2 separate regions of the Capra hircus genome follow, and region 1 is linked to region 2. Evidence: chromatin contacts called from public Hi-C data. All regions are on one chromosome and are shown on one strand. The core of a region is the stretch at or near the end of the contact, and the rest is flanking DNA. Distances in the headings are between cores, read along the strand shown.

The links. Hi-C and Micro-C count contacts between places; a contact is called where the count stands out from the background.
Region 1: a Hi-C map of liver shows a contact between it and region 2, with 2.8 times the contacts expected there. The contact joins the enhancer-like site here to the promoter of CSNK1A1 in region 2. A contact is called at or near these places in 3 of 5 Hi-C or Micro-C datasets (blood and liver).

The regions. Positions count from the first base shown.
Region 1 is chr7:49,580,269-49,586,874 of ARS1.2, forward strand. No RefSeq gene overlaps it. Among named protein-coding and RNA genes, the nearest start is that of MIR145, 22 kb to the right of the region's middle. Within about 2 kb of position 4,018, at least 5 of the 5 cell types and tissues checked have an H3K27ac peak or open chromatin away from gene starts, as enhancers often do.
Region 2 is chr7:49,512,782-49,519,631 of ARS1.2, forward strand. CSNK1A1 (casein kinase I) reads left to right here and starts at 1,348. Exons shown (of 10, transcript XM_005683156.3): 1 at 1,348-2,050; 2 at 2,667-2,773. The coding sequence starts at 1,928.

The DNA of each region.
Region 1 (6,606 bases), core at 2,768-5,267, 70 kb after region 2:
GCTGTCAAAATAAGTCCAGTAATTTGAGGAAGCCCTGCGTACTCTTCCTGCTCTTATTCATGCCCAGACCACATGAATATATTGAGGCTCTGGGAAGTCCTGATACTTCCCAAAGCATAATGGCTCCCATCTGACATAGTGGGTGTCTCCCCAGACAAGGAGTGGGTGCCTCCTCAGACAGTCCCTGTGCCTTTGGGGCAGCTCCCTCCGCCCACCGCACCCCCACCTGGTAAACGCTTTGGCATCTTCTCAAAGGCCTGGGCAGGTCTCCCTAAGCTGGCTGAGGAGCACCTGTTGATGTGGGGGATGTTGCCTGTTTGACTCACAGAGAGACAGAGACAAAATGAGAGCAAGTGATGAAGAACTTCAAACCCAGAGCCAGTGAGTCAGCGTCTCACCCTCAGCCTTTTCCTTGACCTGGACATCCCCTCACGAGCCGGACTGATGCCAATATCCTAAGAGTTATCAGTAATTAGACTCTCTCCCCTGGGGCGCCCTGACCACTGGTTTCAGGCCCCTCCCAGGCTGGGTGCTCTGCTTAGGTGGGAGCGCTGACTCAGACACAAGCTACGCCAGTGCCCAAAGCAACTCTAGAGATCTTCCTATCCTATCTAGTTCTTTCATGTCAGCTAGAATCGCTTGGCAATGGCTTCCTGGAGAAAACTGTTGATTCTGAGTCTGATTCAGCGCTCAGCTCAGTGAATAGATACCTGCAATCCACTGGTATCACCTGCCATGGTGGGAAAAGAAAGAGTGGCGGGTTTGCCCCAGATTAACATCCTGGCTCTGGTCTGTGGGCCAGTTCAGGGGTCCTTCCTGGGGTTGGGGGTAGCTAGTGAGAGGGAGCTGGGTTCAGCCGTTAATAAGGGAGCCAAGGCATGAAGGAGACAATTGTGGGCATGACCATCCAGTAGCACATTGTCCAAGCCAGCCTCAGCCTGCCTGCCACTCCCACAATCTCCTTCAGAAGCAGTCATGTTGGTGTTACGTGACGCCTCCCCCCACCTCTCTGGTTGCAGCCGACTGGACCGTGGGTGCGGACCCAGTCTACAGTCTGATCCACCAGCCTTTGAGGTAGCTTGGTAGGAATGGTAGGAAATTAACTGCACCATTCTTTCTGGGGAACAGGAATTGAAAGCAAAGATAACAGTTGACTGCAAGAACCAAAGCTGATCAACAGACAGAAATGCAGAGAGAAGAGAGAAGCTGCATGGGGTTAGTGATATACTACCCTAGAGTGACAACCTCCCAGTTCCTGCAGTTGACACACCAGTTATGGCAGTACCCATGGATGAGGGTGTGGGAGGGCAAAAGCCATGCTTGCTGGTTTATCAGTAATCAGGGCCCTATAGGGCTTCCCTGGTGGTCCAGTGGATAAGAATCTGCCTGCTAATGCAGGGGACACGGGTTTAATCCTGGGTGAGGGAAGATCCCACATGCCACGGAGCAACTAAGCTCGTGCACCACAACTATTGAGTCTGTGCTGTGAGCCTGCAAGCCACAGCTACTGAAGCCTGTGCACCTAAGGCCTGCGCTCCACAAGAGAAGACGCCACCACGAGAAGCCCGTGCACCGCAACGAAGAGCAGCCCCTGCTTGACACAACCTGAGAAAACCCATGCGCAGCAACCAAGACCCAGCACAGCAAGAAAGAAAGAGAGAAAGAAAACAGTCAGGTCCCTCCAACCCGCTCAATCTGTTTCTGACCAAAGGGGCTTTTCTTTCTGCTAGGGATGGCTTGTCAGGGTGGGCTCCAGAGGGCAGATCCTGGGTGGGTTGATTCAAGTGACAGCCAACTTCCATTAGAACTCATGCCAGACACATTCCTGGGCCACTGTGGGCAGAGCACACTCTCTGTGCACCACCTCTCGCTCCCAGGGTCTAGTAAATCTCTCTTGGGGGTGGGGAATTGGGCCATAAGAGAACATGTGTGAACTCATCAAAGGCTGCAGCCTGACTCTGCTGCTAAGCTGCTAAGTCACTTCAGTCGTGTTCAACTCTGTGCGACCCCATAGATGGCAGCCCACCAGGCTCCGCCGTCCCTGGGATTCTCCAGGCAAGAACACTGGAGTGGGTCGCCATTTCCTTCTCTAGTGCATGAAAGTGAAAAGTGAAAGTGAAGTCTCTCAGTCATGTCCGACCCTCAGCGACCCTACGGACTGCAGCCATCTAGGCTCCTCCATCCGTGGGATTTTCCAGGCAAGAGTACTGGAGTGGGGTGCCATTGCCTTCTCTGGCAGCCTGGCTCTAGCCTTTCATTATTTCAATAAATATTGAAGATGAACAGATAAGAGGCTGGGCTTTCAGCCAGATTCCCTGGATATACCACTTACCAACGGTAAGACTTTGACTAATTCATGTAAACTACCGGTGCCTCAGTTTTCTCAGCTGTAAAAGGGGGGCAGTGAGGGCCCCTGACAAGGATGCGGTGAGGGATTAAAGTAGGATGGGCACATAGTAGGGCTACTAAGTGTTAGGCCCTGTGCCAGGTGCTGAGGGTACCAAGTAGATTTGCCTCCTGCCCCCACGGAGCATAGAGTCTAGGATTCAGTGGCTGCTGGGGACTCCTGCCCACTTCTGACCTCCACGCTGTGGGGAAACTGGTCTTTTCTCGGCCTGGTCTCAGCCAGCCCTGGTGAGGTTGATATCATGCCCACACATCTAGTACTGCTCTGCCCTCCCACCCAGCCTGGCTGGCAGGTGCTGGCAGAGCCCGTGCTCAAGGAGAGGGAGGCATTCAGGGTTAGGGATAAGGTTTAGGGTCAGGGTTAGGAAGAAGAAGCACTAACATCACCAGGAGCCACGTGGGGGTGGGAGTCCTTCTCCTGAGTGGCCACTGTGTGGCAGACACATGCATATAGACATCCCTTTAGGCATTTCGTAGGGCTGCTATAACAAATTACCACAAACTGGTGACTTGAAACAACAGGAATTTGTTTTCTCACAACTCCCAAGGCCGGAAGCCCAAAATCCAGGTATCAGGTGGGCCATGCCCTCTCCAAAGGCCCCGGGAGAAGTCTTCCTCGCCTCTTCCAACTTGGTAGCTTCTGGCACTCTCTGGCTTGTGGCCGTAGCACTCCAATCTCGGCTCTGTCTTCACACAGCCTTCTTTCTGTGGGCATTTGTGTTTCGTCTCTGCGTCCAAATCTCCCATAAGGACAGCAGTCACAATAGATTTAGGGCAACCCTACTGCACTATGCCCTCTTGATCACATCTGCCAGGACTCTATTTTCAAGTAAGGTCAAATTCACAGCTTCCCGTGGGTGTAAATTTTAAGGGGACACTATTCAACCCAGTACAATCCCTTAGCTATCACCTATCAGAATGCATTCAGTATTATTTCCCCCATTCTACAGATGAGAAAACTAAGGCACACACCAGCCCAGGGCCGTACAGCAAACCCAGGTCCCTGACCTACAAAAGGCCTCTGAGTCTGCAATGGCGATCAGATGCTAGGTTGCTAGACGAGAGACTGGAGCTACAATTATGAGGAAGAAGGAAGCAACAACAGGAAATTCTTAGGGCAACGTCCAAGGCTGCTTATCAGCCCAGGGACTGGACTTCAGCCTCCCAGCCCTCTTCCCTTCTCTTTCCAAGCCCAGAACCCTCAGCCCTTCCCAGGAAGCAGCTTAGCCTGATACTCTGCTGAGATCTGGGCTGTGCTGATCTGGCATGAATAAGCCAGCAGCAGCTCAGCAGGCAAAGCTGGAAGGAATGTTTATCTGGGGCCAACAGAAGGGAGAGGGTTGGAGCCCACAGCTGGAGCCACTTGCCTGGGAAGGGCCCCTATCTCGTGTGTGTGTGTGTGTGTGTGTGTGTGTGTGTGTGTGTGTGTGTGTGTGTGTGTGTGTGTGTGTGTGTGTGTGTGTGTGTGTGTGTGTGTGTGTGTGTGTGTGTGTGTGTGTGTGTGTGTGTGTGTGTGTGTGTGTGTGTTTCTGTTGACCAAAGGCCTTGTTGCCTGTGCTGGGGCCCTGCCAAAGCTTGGACAGCTGCTGATTCTGATCACAGCAGTCTGTTCATCAGGGAGGAAGGGCCCTTAGAGAGATCCCAGCGCAGGGGTATCAAATAATGACAGGTCTCCCATCAGAGGAGATGGTTGGATGGCATCACCGACTCAATGGACATGAATGTGAGCAAACTGCAGGAGATAGTGAAAGGAAGCCTGGGGTGCTGCAGTCCAAGGGGTGGCAAAAAGTCAGACACAACTGAGCGACTGAACAACAACCATCAGATTTCCTCCCTCTGAATCCTCCTCAACACAGTGCACCATCCAGAGCTATTATCTACCAACTGGATCTGACAGAAGGGTTAATAGCTGCCCTGTGGTTCCGATTCCAGACCCGGGAGTCTGAGCCTCAGTGATTCCTCTCCAGGGGATTGAAGAGCCTCCACCAGATCCTACAGCTTGGAGAGAGAAGCAGGCCGGTTCTCCCGATCCGAACCCCAGGCTCTTTTTCCTGACATCAGACTTATTACATAGGGTGACACCCAAGCCTTCCTGTCTTCCCACTCCCTGTGAATCATTGCTGGTTGCTGCCAAGAACCAGGTTTCACAGCTGCTGTGCTTGCAGCCCTGGCACTGGCTTCCGAGGACAGCTGCTGCTGCTGCTGCTGCAGGGAGCACCCTGCCCCCAGGGCAGCTGGTCTGTGTGCCGGGAAAGCACAGAATGGTGCTGAGGTACAGGTAACAGTCTGCCCAGCCCAGACAGTTCAAGGAGGGAATTCTGCGCAGAAGAAATCAGCATGTGTAAAAGAGTCTGACAGAGCTGAAGGGAGAAGGGGGGTGGGCGGGGGGTGGAGGAGGAGGTAGAGGTAGCAGCCTGAGTCCTGGCTTCAGTGACATGACACCATTGTCCTCGGGACCTGGGTTCTGGTCTTGGCTTAGCTACCACCTTGCTGCGGCTCTTGGAGCAAGCCCCTGCCCTTCTGGGCCTCGGTTTCCCCATCTGTACAGTAAGAGGGAGCTTTTTTCTTTACCACTAGCCAGTGGTAAAGAAACTGCCCGCTCCTCAGGAACTCCAGGAGATGTGGGTTTTATCTCTGGGTTGGGAAGATCCCTCGGAGAAGGGAATGGCAACCCACCCTAGTATTCTTGCCTGGAGAATCCCATGGACTGAGGAGCCTGGCTGGTTACAGCCCACGGGGTTGCAGAGTCAGACATGACTGAGGCAACTGAGCACACGGACATGAGCACAGTAAGGCAGGACCCAGCGCTCCTGTAGCCACTCCTGACTTGTCGGCCTCCTCACTGTCCTGGCTGGGAGCTGGCCCAGGGGTCCCTGGGCTTCTGCAGGAGCAGGATGGGGAGAGGGACACAATGTTCTTCTCATCTTTGTACCCCGGGGGCAGGAGGCAGCTTGGCACAGGGTACCAGCCACCACACACATCTCTGACCCTGGTGAGTCACACACCTTCTCCAGGCCCTTTCCTCCAAAGGGCAGCAGACCACTGGACCCAAGGCCCTGGCAGCTGGTGGGGCGGTTGGAGCCGGGGCATGCCTGCATGGCCAAGGAATGTGTTTACTTCCCCCCTTGCTGAGAGGAAACCCAGCAAGGCCCCTGCTGGATTCCTTCCCATCCAGACCAGCAGGACCTTCTGCCTCCTTCCCAGGCTGGCCACATGGTTCTAGGCAGCACCTCCCACCAGCCACTTTTCAGGACTATCCCGCATCACTTTATCCTTCCACAAATAGAAAACTGGGCCAGTCGGGGCCACCCACTGGCTTCTGGTCCTTGCCCTGGAACCAGGACCCTGCTCTCCCCTAGCTGTGTGTCTAACCACTGTGGAGCCCTCACAGGTGCCTTTCCCTCTCTGGCCTCAGTTTCCCCTTTCTCTTATGCAGGGGTAGGACTAGGTAAGCTCTGAGAGCCCCTTCAGGCCCAGGGGTCAGTGGAAAGTCCTGGGGAGGCAGGGTGATTTGGGGGCTGTGAGCCCAGGCTGCCATTCATTCACCAAGATCTCAGCACGGAATGTGCCACATTCTGTTCTAGGTGCCAACAAACCAGCAGCAAGCAAGACAGATGCAATCCCCGGCACCAGCGACGGAGATAGGCATTGACCAGACACTTAAGTGTGTTGAGAAGGAGAAGACTCCATATGAATAAACTATCAGAGTGGTGAGAGATGGCGGGTGGTGGGCAGGGAAGTCTTTTTCCTGGAGGTGACATTGAAGCTGAGATGCGGGGGAAGAGATGGTGCCCATGTCATCAAGAAAGGGGCAGAAGAGAGCATTCCAGGCTGCAGGACTGGTCTGTCTGAAGGAGTGAGGAGGAAAGACTCAGTAGGGGACATGCAGACCAAGGTGTTAACTTCACCATTAGAGCCCCTGGACCGTAAAAAGGACCCTTAACCTCCCCGAGGCTCATTGTCATCATCTTAAATTAGCCAAAATATCTAACTTACAAGATACTCACGAGGATTTAATTACATAGCTTATTCCAGGGCCTTATGAAGAATAAGTACTCAATAAATGGTAGCAAAGTATCTAGTTATGCCCTGTGTATATATGATTTATAGCTATTGTCTGATTATATTTTGTAATCCATTCTTCTGTTTTTCTTTATCCCTTTGTTCCTAACTTTGCACTTGCATGCTACATTTTACATA
Region 2 (6,850 bases), core at 98-2,597:
AAACAAACACCAGAATCCTGACAGCAGAGAATTTAAAGTAGGCCAGACACACTTAGAATCACCAAAGGAGGCTGTCCAACAGTGCTGATTTGGGAGTCAGGTGGCTTGGGTTTTGTTAGTGCAAAAACTTCACGTTAAACCTTAGTGTTTTCTCCGTTATCAAATTCAAGACATTTAGGTCAGAGATTTATGAATACAAATATTTAAGCCAGAAATAAAGTACCATGTAGGAATTCCACTTAAGATATCTTTCAGGATGAACCCTATTACTACTTGATCAGCTATCGAGGCTACAACTAAGTCTACATTTTAGTCAGGTTTTACAAAATTATCTTATTTGGGATGGATTTTCTATGTAAGTTTTCACAACTGAGGCTTTGATTCACTCATCCATCAGGGCTTGATTCATATTGCAAATGAAACACCATCATGCAGCTTTCTTTTCAGATTATCATTACTACCAAGCCCAATTTTCCCAGTTCAAATTTTTCTAAACGAAATTGTGCTCAAGATTTGATTCTCTGACCAATTTTTAGTAAAAAAAAAAAATTTATTGTGTAAAGTTTTGAACACAGTTCTATAATGAAGTTCTTTCTACCGAATGTTTTTGGGTCAAGACTGCAGTTTTCAACAAGACCAAGATACGATTTTTCCACGTTTCTTTGTCGGGGTGGGGGTTGCGAAGAGGGTAACTTTTGTATGTGCAAGTTTTTTCACGGCTCTAAATCTTATTTTCTATTGACTATATATTGGCCACTAACATTACTCGGATTTCTCCCCTGCCTTGGGTATCAAGTATCAGTGGGTAAACAACACAAAGACTTACAGGTGCAGGGTTAATTCCTGCTTTCCCTCTTTTCCTCTCTGTTAAAATAGGGAATCCAACACTCCCTGAAGCGCAGAATTCTAGTAAGACTCCTCAGCTAGACTGCTAAAACACCGAGCCCTGAACTAATCCAGCCCGTACAGGCCTGCTTTTCTCTTTCTTTCCACCAGAGGCGACAGCCTCTTTCAAAAGAGATACTGAACTGGAATGGGCCGGTTGGGGGGAGTAGCCCCAGTAAAGATCAAAAGGTTAAAAAGCGCCTCAAACAAAGAGCAAAGGTCAACACCCAACTCTTAAGGCCTGACGCACCATCTTCCAAGAAAAATGAAGGTGACTCCTCCCTAATATGCTCTCTAGGCCTGGGGCCGCGAAGCCTTTCAGAAACCAGGCGGGTCTGACGTGACTAACAGGTAGCTCACAGTGCAACAGTCGACGACCGGAAGTGGAAATGGGCCCCGGGCGGGGATTAGAAGAGACCACGGCACGCTTGCGCAGTAAGCAGGGTGGCAGTACGCGTGCGCAATTGGGCGGTGACGGAGTGACGTTCAGAGCGTGGGCCGCGACTCTCACGGATCCGGTTCCGCCCTCCTTCTTGCTGTCGACCCTCCGGGGCTAGCGCTCGCGATCCCTTTCCCACAGTGCTCTGCGCTGTGAAGAAGCGGCTCCCGGGGACTGGGGGCATTTTGTGTTGGTTGGAGCCGGAGTAACAAGATGGCGGCGTCGGCGGAGTGACAGGGGTCCCTCCGGGCGGGAGCCGGCGGCAGTGGTGGCAGCGGTATCGCCGCCCTAGCTTCACCGCTCTCCTTTTCCAGCCCGCGGCGTCGCCGGGAAAGCGAGGCAGCGGCGGCCGCCAGAAACAAGTGGCTCAGCCTAGTAACCGCGAGAACTCCTTCAACAATCTGCGGCCTGGCCAAAAAACCTGACAGCAGCGGTGATCAGGTTCCCCTTGGCCGATTCTGGGCCCTGTAACGCCGAAAAAGAGCCATCGTTTTCTGTTGCCTGCCGCTCTCCACAGCCTTTCCGTGGTCGAGCCCTAGAGGCCTCCATCCTCCCCTTAGAGGTGTCGGGGCTTAGCCCCAGCCTCCATCTTCGTCTCTCAGGATGGCGAGCAGCAGCGGCTCCAAGGCCGAATTCATTGTCGGAGGGAAGTATAAACTGGTACGGAAGATCGGGTCTGGCTCCTTCGGGGACATTTATTTGGCGATCAACATCACCAACGGCGAGGTAATCACCTGGGGTGGGGTTCACGACTACGCTGCGCCTGTCCTCACTCCTCCGCCCCGCGAACTGCTCGGGCCTTTTCCCACCGCACTCACGCACTGGGAAGTCCAGAGGGAGCCAGTTTTCCTGTCTTAGGAACCTCCCCCGCTCTCTTTCCCTAAAAGGAAAGAACCCGAGAGAAAGGTTGGGTGTACTAGGAAGTTTCCTAGCTTGTTAAAAATACACCTTAATCGAACTTTTAAAAAACCGTTGTTTAAGGTGAGAACGGCAAAATCCTATTTCTGGGGTCCCCTCGTTTTCTTCCTATATTTTTAGTTGACTGGGGTTCTTGTTCCCATTAGGCCAGCTACCGATCGCCTGGTTTCTTCATAACCCTCATTACGTTTTCTGGATGAATCATTTTCTTATACTTTAGAGGACGTGCCGCTTTCGTCACTGCCCCCTGAAGAGGCCTTTGAGGCTGGTTGCCTCGTTTTATAATTACAGAGATCTTTCTCTTCCCAGCCTCTCACCACCTTCTAGCCGAGAGTTGGAGATGTGCACATGTTTCCCCCTCTTTTGCCAAGTGACATTGAATCCATAAGGATGTTGATGCCATCATCCCCTCTTTCCCCTGCAGGAGGTGGCAGTGAAGCTAGAATCCCAGAAGGCCAGGCATCCCCAGTTGCTGTACGAGAGCAAACTCTATAAGATTCTTCAAGGTGGGGTTGGCATCCCCCACATACGGTAAGAATCCTTGAGCAAACAGGCAATCTTCTGAGGGAAGTACAGAATGGGAGAAAATGTGTAAGAGGCAGGCAATGGGACCAGCTGAATCCGGCTCTTGGCATTTGCGCTACCTGGGTTTCCGGTGAAGCGTAAGTCACCACAATCACAGTAGATTTTAGTTTGCCAACTTAGTTTAGGATTTCAGTTTGTTAACACTCTGCTCCGTTTAGCTTCCGTCATTCTTCCCGAGGCTTTCTTTCATTTGCAGTGAAGAGTATGCGGGCCATCTTTGATCCCAACGCGGAAGGGTTGCCTACTGCTTTCTTTCACCTCAGCTGTTCCCTTAGGTTTGTCCAGCGAAGTGGATTTGAGGGTGCCGAAGTGACCGGGCTGGGCCAGTTCGGGTTGCTATTGGAGCTGGCTTGGGAAATGGCTGCTCTTTTGTTGTGTTTTTGTTCCAACATGTCTTCCTCCTCCGCTTAGAAAATGGCGGAACGACGTGACTCAAGCACATATTCCTGCCCTTTTCACTGCTTGGGTTCATAAGTTATGCTTCCTGGATTCCGTCTTTGGCAGCTCCGAGTTGATTAAACCTTTGAAAAGCCTAGAATAAAGACGCAGGAAGTGGTGAGGTTCAAGGAAAGAGATGGTATAGTGACAGCCTGTTTGTGATCTCTGCAGCAGATGAGATGTGAAATTAAGTTTACTATGCAAAATCTCTCATAGTCCTTTCCAGAAGTGTTAATTAACCCTGTAAAGAATGGTAATGTTTGTTGCATTTCAGTCTGTGTACGAAATTTTGTGGGAAATGACAAAGGCAGTTTGAGCAACACTATGTTGAAATTGACTCAGTTGTATTAAAAGGAAGCTTAATCATGTAACCGCAGTTTGACAAGTAACTTTAACCTGTTGAGTTACTTGGTCAGTAACTCTTCACATCTGGGAAATTGTAGCTTTTTTTGGAGATGGGATATAGGTGAAGGCAAATAGTAATAAGGATAGATGATGACCAGATGAAGACATTGGGTCCTTTTAAATTATTAAAGGATTTTAGAAAAGTTCGACTTTTAAGATTAAAGAATATCTTTCTAGGATAGAGACTAAAACACAGTTTAAGACCCAGCCCTTTTCCAACAATTATTTAATAACGTTTGCAAAAAGATCCAGATACAGTGGATCCACATATATAACTGGAATGGTATTTACTGTAGCCTCTTTTACTATCCTAGCTTTTATTCTTCAAATCTTTATTCTGATGTGAAAACCAGAGAGACACTATCCTTAAAAAAATTTTCAATGGTCATAAACATTTTTAATGGAGAAATTGAATGATACAATTTTCTATTGGTTGGAAGTCAGAATAAATTATTAGGAAGAAAATACCAGGTTCTTACAAGATAAAGATTAATGTGAAATCTGAGATGATCAGATTTGAGATTTTTAATGGTTCTCATCCATTAAACCTTGCTGTGGAAAAATGAAAAACCTTGATTAAAATACTATCTTTTTTCGTCACAGAATAAAAAAATTTGTGTTGGGCTAAGAATTTTAAATTTCTTTCCTTTCGCATATATTTTCATCTCTTCACCTTGGCCCTTGCTGATTTACTTCCCATTACTAGTTTTTCTTAGAATTAAATGGAAATGCAATCGTGCAGTATGAGGTCATTTGTGTCTGGCTTCTCTAACCTAATGCTTTCGAGGTTGGGAGGTTTTATAAATTTCACAAATCAGGTTGAATTTAATGTAAAATCATTTTTACAAAAGCAATAAGTACCTGGCATTTTCAGTGCTAGCTCCAAATTAAGTACGTGGAGTTTTATTTGGTAGCTTTTATTTAAGAACAGCACTTACACAGACCAATGAGGGCAGTAGTTAATATGCTGATTACCCACATAAATAAATGAAATTGACCTGTGAGTAAAATTCTAAGAAATTGAGAGAGGGAGTTGTGGAGTTACAAACTGGGTGGAGCTAAAGAGATTAACTTGACTTTCAAGCTAAGACTTCTTGGGAGAGGAGATGGGATTTCAGGATCTGACTGACTCTTAAGGAAGAAAGCTTGGTGAACTGGTCAGGGAGGCTGTCCAAGAGTGAAGTCTGGCTACTGGGAGTAGTTTCTAAAGCAGAATGTAGTTATTGAATGAGGGTGAGGAAAGAGTGAACTTGTTTTAGGAGTGGTATAGTCCAGGTACATAGAACAAAAAGTGGATCATTGGTTTTAAAGTATGAGAGTGAACTGTTTGTCTACTGATCTGGGAAGGATAAGAAAGACTTATGCATAAGCTTTCTTTATTTTGGGTGACGACATCATCTGTTCTGCTTAGTTTGTTCCCCACTATTTCCACATTAACTATATGCGTGTGTGTTTGTGTTTAGTTGCTCAGTCATGTCCGACTCTATTGGCCCCATGGACTCCTTGGTCCATGGAATTTTCTAGAGAAGAATACTGGAGCGAGTCTCCATTTCCTGCTCTGGGGGATCTTCCTGACTCAGGGATTGAACCCGTCTCTTGTTGTATCTCCTGCATTGGCAGGCGGATTCTTTACCACTACCTGGGAAGCCCAATAAATACACTCAATAAATATTTACTTGGGAAATAATAAATTAGATTGCTTATTAGCTAAATTAAATAAGGCAGTCTATTCCCCATTGTATTAGGAATTTGACACCAACATTTCTGGACCTCACTAATATCTACCTTCTCCCTCAATCCACCCTCACCCTGAAAATTGTCTTAAGATTCTATGGAATATTCTAAAACAAAGGCTGAAAATTACCGGGCCTATATATTATAGCATGTCTGCCTTATCAAGTCCTTAGTTTATAAGGACCTTATTAAGGGATCTGTTGTGCAGAAGCACAGCTGAGTAGAAAGAGCAAAAGGGGGAGGATGGTATTCAGTCTTTAGGTATGTTTAAGAAACTAAAAGCCTTTGGGCCTTGTGAATTGACCTCTGGGAACTCATTTTAAGTTACTGTGTTTCTGTTACAACCCTCCTTTTTTGGTGCTACTTTGAACTGAATTCAAATCTGTTGTTCAGTTTAAATCTGCCATGTGGTATTGACGGAGTGATCTGGGATCAGTCGGTCCCTTAATCTTTTGGGGGATATAAATTTCCTCTTTTTTGAAATAAGAGGATTTTACCAAGTTGGTAATTTTCTGATTTTGTTGGGGTAGAAGTGTGCTGGAAAGAAAAGTTTGGAGAATTTCCTACTCTTCTCTTGGAAAAAGTTTTGCGCACTGAGCTTTTTGGTAGGGTTTGTTTTGTCTTTAGTATTTATTTTATTTTATTCTTTTGACTTTGCTGGGTCTTCATTAATTGCTGCGCATAGGCCTTCAGTTGGAGTGAGCAGAGGCTACTCTGGTTGCGGTGTGTAGGCGTCTCACTTCAGTATCTTTTATTGGGGCGCACTGGGCTCTAAGCACGTAGACTTCAGCATTTGCTGCATGCAGGCTTAGTTGCTTCGAGACATGTGGGATCTTCCCTAACCAGGGATGGAACTTGTGTCCCCTGCATTAGCAGGAGGATTCTGTACCACTGAGCCACCAGGAAAACCCAGGTAGGGTTTTGTTTAAACAAGTTTCCCTACTTAAATAAGTTACTGGCCTAGTTGATCTTAGGACTTGTGGCTATGAAATTTTAAGATTTATTTTCAGATGATGGTAGCTAGAAAGCATTTCATCACAGTTTGGTGTTTAGTCTAGATCTTACCTTTGAATGATATTTTCGTGAGATACCACTCAGGACCTTAAAAATACTATCTGCATCAGGTAAACCATCAGTTACTATTTAGGAGAAAGTAAATTAATGGGGTACAGTTTTATAGAAAATATGGTAAAGAAGATGGGAAAGGGCATAGGATAATTTTGGTTGTCTGGGTTGTTGTTTTTTTTTTAACCGCCCCCCCCCCCTTTTTTTCCCCCTCTGACATTTCTGACATTTCCCCTGAATGTCAGAAATCCTAAGAGATATTTATAAAGTATTAGTTAATCCTTGCTGTTCAGTGTTAAAAGCAGCTTAAATTTTAATCTTAGCTTTTTGGCACTGAACATATATCCTGTAAATAAATTCTAATACTGTTATCAGAGAACA